Regions from separate parts of the Mus musculus genome. Here region 1 is linked to region 2. The links are chromatin contacts, called in public promoter capture Hi-C maps. All regions are on one chromosome and are shown on one strand. Each heading gives the region's core, a stretch centred on a gene start, on an enhancer-like site or on the middle of the called end of the contact. The rest is flanking DNA. Distances are from core to core; before and after follow the strand shown.

What was found. Promoter capture Hi-C pulls out the DNA fragments that hold promoters and counts their contacts.
Region 1: a contact with region 2 is called in a promoter capture Hi-C map of liver, with 2.4 times the contacts expected there. The contact joins two enhancer-like sites. A contact is called at or near these places in 11 of 39 promoter capture datasets (the 3T3-L1 cell line, 3T3-L1-derived adipocytes, the HPC-7 cell line and 6 more) and 2 of 484 Hi-C or Micro-C datasets (bone marrow-derived macrophages and urothelial organoids).

Annotation. Positions count from the first base shown.
Region 1 is chr7:101,619,062-101,623,001 of GRCm38.p6, forward strand. No RefSeq gene overlaps it. Among named protein-coding and RNA genes, the nearest start is that of Art2b, 40 kb to the left of the region's middle. Within about 2 kb of position 1,465, at least 8 of the 459 cell types and tissues checked have an H3K27ac peak or open chromatin away from gene starts, as enhancers often do. A contact at or near this core is called in liver, where this site is marked.
Region 2 is chr7:101,481,639-101,485,682 of GRCm38.p6, forward strand. It overlaps Pde2a (phosphodiesterase 2A, cGMP-stimulated), which reads left to right. Exons shown (of 30, transcript NM_001143849.2): 3 at 2,904-2,992. Among named protein-coding and RNA genes, the nearest start is that of Mir139, 8.3 kb to the left of the region's middle. Within about 2 kb of position 2,198, at least 71 of the 459 cell types and tissues checked have an H3K27ac peak or open chromatin away from gene starts, as enhancers often do. A contact at or near this core is called in liver, where this site is marked.

The DNA.
Region 1 (3,940 bases), core at 215-2,714, 140 kb after region 2:
TGTGGATCTGTTGCTGGGCTCTTTATCCTATTTTTAGGTTGCTTTGTTCTTTGTTGTTGTTGGTGGTGGTGGTGGTGTTCTCAAAACAGCAATAAAAAGCTCTACAGAAGAGACATTGATAAAGTCCACCCACCTTCTCTCTCTGGGGTGACCACAAGGCCTCTGGGGAGGTATTTAATCTCCCCTCCATGTATTAGCAGACATAAATGCTCACACAGTTCGTATTTAACAAAGCAGGTTTTAGTGATGTGGAGAAAAGTTTGCTTGTAAAGTGGAGAAAGTCAAATATAAATGCATACAGCAGTATAATCACACTGTGTGTAGGCAGCACTGTGTACAGCGGCTCTAAACCTTTAGATTGGCTAACTCATTTAATCCTCACAATAGCCTGAAAGGATAGAGTAATTTTGCTCCCAGTTTACAGATGGTAAACTTGACCAAAGGCACACGAATATACAGTAGTTATAGAGATCAAATCCAGGCAGTCAGGTTCAGACTCCATGCTGGTAAATAAATAAATGAATAAATACCAAAAACCCATGCCTATACCCTGTGAAAACATTGGTGGTGGTCATCTCAGCGATGGGCTTCCTTTCTCACACCTGCTCACTTCCTCTTCTCTTCCTTCTAGACTTCCAGGCTCTCTGCCCACTTCCTCTCGCTTTCCAGCACTCAGCACAAATCCATCATGACTTCTGGAATGGGTTGTTCGTCAGCTCTTCCCTTCCATATCCTTAACTGTGGGCTCCATGAAAACAAGGTGTGGTGTGTCAGTTCACCTTCAGACAGACGACCAAAGTGATTTCTGCCACACAGCAGGTACATGCAAGGATCCTGTCGACACAGAGCAGATTGTCGGGGAGATCCGGGAGAAGACACGGACTCAGGTTTTTTTCTTTGTGTTCCAGTATGATGAAGAAGATGGTGCTGGAATCTGATACATATCCCTTGCATTTATACATGAACTTGGCCAGCTGTGTAAGCTTGGGGTATAATTCTGAGATCCTTTCTGTAATAACTGGGTTAAACATAGCATCTCACATCTACAAGGTTATCTAGCATACATTAGATATTCGACAGTTACATGACCTTCTTGAGTATTTTTGCAATAATTAGGTCATTTTTAATATGTATTGATTTATTTATTATTTGTTTGTTTATTGCAGTACTGGGGGATTGAACCCAGGGCCTTATGCATGGTAGGCAAGTATTTTACCACTGATCTACATTCCAGCCCTCAAGTCTGCTGTACTTCTTAGGTTTTGTTCATTTGTTTGTCTATAACATAGAAGAATGACTAATTTTACATTTTAGGATTATTATTAGAATTCAAGGTGATGACGCACATTACATAGAACTTAGGGTCTGGCTGGCATAGAGTAAATATTCAGTAAAGGTTATCTGCTTAGTTTTACCTTCTGCAATGCCTGGCACAGAGTACTCTGTAAATAGGTGAGGCCCAATCTTATCTTTTTGGTCTGGGCAGAGTTTTGTCTATCTGCTTCTGGGGAGATCCGGTTTGGCTCTGCAGAGCTAGTGATGTACAGACGCCACCCAGTGGCTAAGATCTGCCACTGCACATCAGCTTCTGGTAAAATTTCCCGGCTACATTGATTCCTTAAGGATACTCTTACCTGTACATTTCCTTAGGAGACCAGAGACATTGGAATCAGAGAGGAAATGAAATTGACAGTTAATTCTGGAAGGTGGATTCAACAAAACTTAGTGATAAATTACATATCCCAGTAGGAAAAGGTTTGCCAAAGACAGTGGTTTCCAACCAGGGGTGATTTTGCCCATAAGAGGACATTTGGGAATATCTAAAGACACTTTTTGGCTATCATAACTTGAGGGGGCATGGTGCATGGTGTCTATAGTCTGCAGACCAGGCATGCCGTAAAGTATTGTAAAACCCACAAGACATCCCTCATAAAAGATTATCTAGGGCTGGATAGTTGGCTCAGAGGTTAAGAATACTGACTGCTTTTCCAGAGGTCCTGAGTTCAATTCCCAGCAACCACATACATGGTGGCTCACAACCATCTGTAATAATGAGATCTGATGCCCTCTTCTGGTGTATCTGAAGACAGCTAAAGTGTATTCATATACATAAAACAAATATTTTTTTAAAAAAGATTATCTAGTCTCAAACTTGACCAAGGTCAAGCTCTAGGATGGTTGTTAGGACCTCCCTGGGCATTCTGGGCATCATAAAAAGCCATGGAAGTGCTGTCAGTGGGAGCTGCCAGTTCTCTCTCCATCCATCTCATGTAAGTGGGAGGAATGTCTTAGCTAGGAATTAACACAGCCTACAGAACTCTCCAAGACATGGGAGAGCATCTTGTAGACCATTTCTTTCATTTATATTTCTGGGCTACAGCGCATGTCTTCAGTGTTATCACTGAAAGTGTATAAAGTCATTATCACACTGAAGACATGCACAGAACATGTGTTAATCAGAAAGTCCCCAAATAAATCATGAGCTCACAGGCTTAATTAGGAGATCCTGAGACTGGGGAGCAGCAGTGGTGGCAGGGCGGTTGCTTAGCATGTATGTCTAAGATCTTGTTTTCAAGATTTACTTATCTTTATGGTGTGTGTATGAGTGTTTGCTTATGTGTATGTATGTGCACCATGTGTGTACAGTTCCTGCAGAGGTCAGAAAAAGTGTTGGATTCCCTGGAGCTGTGTTCCATGGGAACCACATGAGCCACCATGTGGGTGTTGGGTACCAAACCTAGGTCCTCTGCTTTTTTTTTTTTTTTTTTTTTTTTAAAGATTTATTTATTTATTTATTATATGTAAGTACATTGAAGCTGTCTTCAGACACTCCAGAAGAGGGGGTCAGATCTTGTTACGGATGGTTGTGAGCCACCATGTGGTTGCTGGGATTTTAACTCTGGACCTTCGGAAGAGCAGTCGGGTGCTCTAACCCACTGAGCCATCTCACCAGCCCAGACTGCTGAGTCATCTCTCTAGCCTCAAGTCCAAGATATTAGGTTCACCAGCAAAAGTAAATCTATGTGGGGCAGGAGAGATGACTCGGCAGTTAAGAGCAGAGGACTTAGGTTTGGTTCCTGTCTTAGTTAGGGTTTTACTGCTGTGAACAGACACCATGAACAAGGCAAGTTTTATAAAAAACAACATTTAATTGGGGCTGGCTTACAGGTTCAGAGGTTCAGTCCATTATCATCAAGGTGGGAGCATGGCAGTATCCAGGCAGGCATGGCACAGGAGGAGCTGAGAGTTCTATGTCTTCATCCAAAGGCTGCTAGTGGAAGATTGACTTCCAGGCAACTAGGGTGAGGATCTTATACCCACACCCACAGTGACACACCCATTCCAACCAGGTCACACCTATTCCAACAAGGCCACACCTTCAGATGGTGCCACTCCCTGGTCCAAGGATATACAAACCATCACAGTTCCCAACACCCACATGGTGGTTCACAACCATCTGTAACTGCAATTCTAAGGAATCTAATGCCTTCTTTTGACCCCTCACCAGGCAGGTACATTGTAAACACATACACATGCTAAACACTTGTACACATAAAAAAACAAATCTCAATATATCAAAAAAACAAATCATATATTTTTATATGATTTATATATATATGGTATACATATCATAGATATATATAATGAGAACTACAGCCTTCTATGCAAGAAAAACAAAACATGGCACTATGAACCAAAAAGAAATTCTACTTCTTGTGCTCTCTGATACTTGTGTAACAAATTTAGGAAGCAGCGAGATCTCTCTTTTCTTTTATATTTGTTCTTCATTAAAGAAAATAGGCAAGGACTGTTCAGGAAAGGGTCCATGGGGAGGACCCAGAAGCAAGGTGGGAGAACTGTCTATGCAGCATGGTCAGGCTGGGAAGAGAATAAAAGTTTCAGAACATGGGTTCAGAATATGGACCGCTCAGACGTTTCC
Region 2 (4,044 bases), core at 948-3,447:
AAGGAGGAGGCTGGGGGCTGGAAAGATGGCTCAGCAGTTAAGAGCACTGACTGTTCTCCCTTAAGTTGTGAGTTCAATTTCCAGCAACCACATGGTGGCTTACAGCCATCTATGTAATTCAATGCCTTCTTCTGTCTGGCATGCAGGTGTACATGCAGACAGAGCACTCCTACATATAATAAATCTTTAAAAAAAAAAAAACAAGTACAGGGCTGGAGAGTTAGCAGTCTTTAAATCTCTCTCTTGTCCCATCACAACACTATGAATGTGATGATAGGTCAAGGGGCAAGCAGGGTCACCTGAACCCTGAGTGCCTTGTTCGGGGTGTTATATTCCTCCCTTGCCCTTGGCACTTCTAGCTCCAGTCGCCATTGCTCATTCTTTAAGCAGGAGGCTGATGAGCCAGCTCGTAGGAGTCAGAGCAGCAGAGCCACAGCTGTGCCAGACGGAGGGATGCAGGGAACTTTGAAAAACAGGTTTTGTATCAATATAAGAAGCATGGAAGACTTCCTGGAGGAGGAAATGTCTAAACTAAGTCCCCTTGAACATCCTCTCCCTGCTCCACACACCAGCCGAGGCAGCTTTGGCTTCAGGAAGCATGACCAACTCAGGATGCAGTCTTCCCACCCCACTAGAGCCTATTGTCCCTGGCTCCGAGTGATGGATGACCCTCCAGAGGCCCAGAGAGGGAGGGTATTTCACCAAGGACACACAGCATGACAGGGACAAATGGGGCTTGGCATGTATGCACCCCTATTCCCTGTCCTCAGCCCTGACTTCCCCAAACCTCCTAGAAGTTCAGCGCCCAGGAGGAGGGCTAATGACTGAGCTTTATTGAGCGTGAAATTGGTAGGAAGTGGGTGGTGTGTTGGCGCCCAAAAATAAATCCTTTGGGAGAGGGTTATGACTGAGACAACATCTGCCCTGGGGTGGAGGAACATCTGGATGGTGAGGGTGAGGGAAGCTGGCAGGTCAGAGACTGTGGACCTGCCCTGCAACTGCAAGTCTTGAGGCGTGTGTGTGTGTGTGTGTGTGTGTGTGTGTGTGTGTGTGTGTGTGTTTTGTGTGTTGAAGGGAGGGGGTGAGTGACTGGCTTGGTGCCCAGCTAACTACAGCCTGAAGCCCAGGGCTGAGATGACAGCTGAGGTCCAAGAGGCAGTGAGACGCTACTCAAGAGACCATTGATGGGCTGGGGAGCCCAGGTCTTGGGGAGCCTCCTCTTGACTGTGGGGAGGACTGGGCCCTGGGAGGTGGGGCTTGGAGGAGGAGGAGGGCTGCAGCACCTGGCTTCCTCATCAGCACCCATTGTGGCAGGCAGCCCCAGTGCAGATGGTGCTGATGTGTACGAAACGAAAAGCAACCCTCCTACCCAGTAAACTCGGCTAAATTTAACCAGGATGGCTGAGTGTGAGGGTGGAAGGCGCGGACATGCGGAAGTGAAGGGTGGCTCCTGCCCCCGCCACCCTAAGACTGCCCACCTTTCTGTGTGGGGAGGACAGACTCTTAGACACTGAGTGCCCTGCTAGGCTCTGAACCTGTCTGAACCAAAAAAACCCAACTCGAACCAAAACAAAGAAAAAAAAAAACCCAAAAAAGCCAAAACCCAAACCCCCCAGAGCTCCTGATCGGTAAACGAGGAGGGGGTAGCTCTCTCGAAGTGGCTTTGTTCCTAGATTTTGGCTCAGAGGCTGGGCATAGTGGCTCTAGATTATGATCCCAAAGCAGACTGTCACAAATCCTCAGCCAGTTTTAGCCACACAGTGAGTCCGAGGCCAACCTGAGCAACATGAGAAAGCTTGTCTCAAAAAACGAAAATAAAAAAACCTGAAACAAAACCCAATTCAAGCTTAGCCCCCTTTCACGGGGGCCAAAGGGGCTCTGGGCCCTCCCAGAGGCTGTTTCTATCTTCCTTGGTCTGTAGTCCCTATCTCACGTCAGGACAACTGAACCCAGTTCAGTGTCACGGGAGGTCATGGCAGGAAATCCCCTGTGTAATATCCAAAGGCCACTAAAGCAGTTGGCAGGGTTGTGGCTTCTCGGTCTGCTGAGGATCCCACACTTCCTGGGAAAGAGCCTTCAGCAGCTCCCCCTGAAGCCCTCCCTGCCACCCTCAGCAGAGAGGGTTCCCAAGCCTCCTGGGAGAGGAGAGTGTGGCCATCCAACAGTCATGGGGATTGGCCAAGACCTCTAAGAGTCCCCATGTTGGGAAGTAGATCTTTGTGAGACAGCAGCGTCTGCCAGGACAAGGCTTGCAATTGAGACTGATCTAGGGAGGGAAGATTGCTGAAGCAAAAATCTGACAAGCTTCCAGCCAGTGCTTCCGACTCACCGTGGGCAATGGTTGATGTAAAATGTGAACTTACCCTGCGTCTGCTCCCAGCTGTTTCTAAGGCCCTCCAGCCTCACCCACAGTCCTGTACCCCCTCACCCCACTGTCAGTTCGGAAATGCTCCTTGCTCTCTGTGCCACTTGGCCTACCTCCACTGGTCAGTTCTGAGCCTCACCCACACACCAAGTGCGGCCAGTCATAGCTAAAAGACTACTTCTTCTGGGAAGCCCTCCAGAGCCCCACAGAATACAGGCAGACAGCCCTGGCTATAGTTTCTTGGCTTGGATCACCGGGGTATTGGAAGGAGGGTGCATCCTAAGCCAGTGTCGCCTGCATGCCATACCAAGTATGGTTTGCCAAATGCCTGAGCTGGAGTTCAAGGCTTGGGTGCGATTGGCTCACACCTTGGATTGAGGTGGTCGGTAAGGAGAGTAACAGATTCCTGGATCTCTGCCTGCCCAGAACCCCTTCCCAAACCACCAAGCTCTGTATCCCAGGCCCCCATGGCCTCGCCATGAGCAGACTAGGGCTGGACAGTCTCTCTACAGGGTCTCACATGTACCTTTGATTCTAGGAGACTGTCTACACCTACCTGCTAGATGGGGAGTCCAGACTGGTGTGTGAGGACCCCCCTCATGAGCTGCCACAGGAAGGAAAAATTCGGTAAGTCTTTCTTGGCCTGTCCTTTGCCCCCTGGCATCTGCCAAGAGGCCTCAGGGTTGAGGAACCTTCCAATATCATCTGGTCCATCCCCAACTTCAGTCTCCCTGCCCAAGTGGGTCTACTGCGAAGTAATATCTCCTCCTATGTTGGGGATGTATAGAGTGGGGGTGGGTTCTCTCTTCATAGAGTCTTTTACATAGATTTTTTTTTCTTTTAATACAAAGTCTCACGGTATAGCCCAGGCTAAGTTTGAACTTACAGTGATCCTCCTGCTTCAGTCTCCCAAGCACTGGAATTATAGATGAGATCCACCATGTCCAGCTCCCGTAGAGTTCTTCTGGGTTGTTGCAGCTTCTCAGAGTGGAGTGGAGGGGGTGGGTAGAAGGGGGCTTCAGCATCTCTCAGTTCCTACCCCAGGGGGCCATGAGCACTACCTATAAGGCTTGGGCTTAGGATCTCAGTGTACCTGGGCTTCAGGAACACACAGTGACAACTTCCTGTACATAAGACTAGAAGTTACTGGATCTCTACTACCTAAGTTCAAATCCCACCTCCTCCCTGTATACCAGCTGTGTAACCTAGGGAAATCAGGCATCCTCTGTCGTGTGATTCCGTTTCGCTTTGCTTTTTGGTGACACGGTGATGACAGCAGTGTTTATGGGGATGTTGGGAGGATTCAATGATTGTGTGTGGTCTGCTGTGACTATCAGAACCCAGAGCGCAGCACCCGATGGTCCCTGGTACCTCTGAGCCCAGTGAGTTCAGCTGGAAAGGATACATTGAGAGACATGTTCAAGACCACAAGGCAGCTGTGAGGCCCAAAACACTTCTCAGTGGGGCTGGGGAAGTGACAGCCTCTGTCTGGGTGACCCATCCTGGTTATCTAAAGACAACGGGAGCACTGGGTAAGGAGCAGAAGGCATCGTGGGTGCAGTGCACTGAAGTCAATTTCAGAAAGCTGGGCTGTTTCGGTCCAGCCTGCAGCTCTTTTGGTAGTGCCAGAGCTGCTATCCTGGCAACTCTTAGTCATAGAAGTCCTGGGAGAAGTCTGT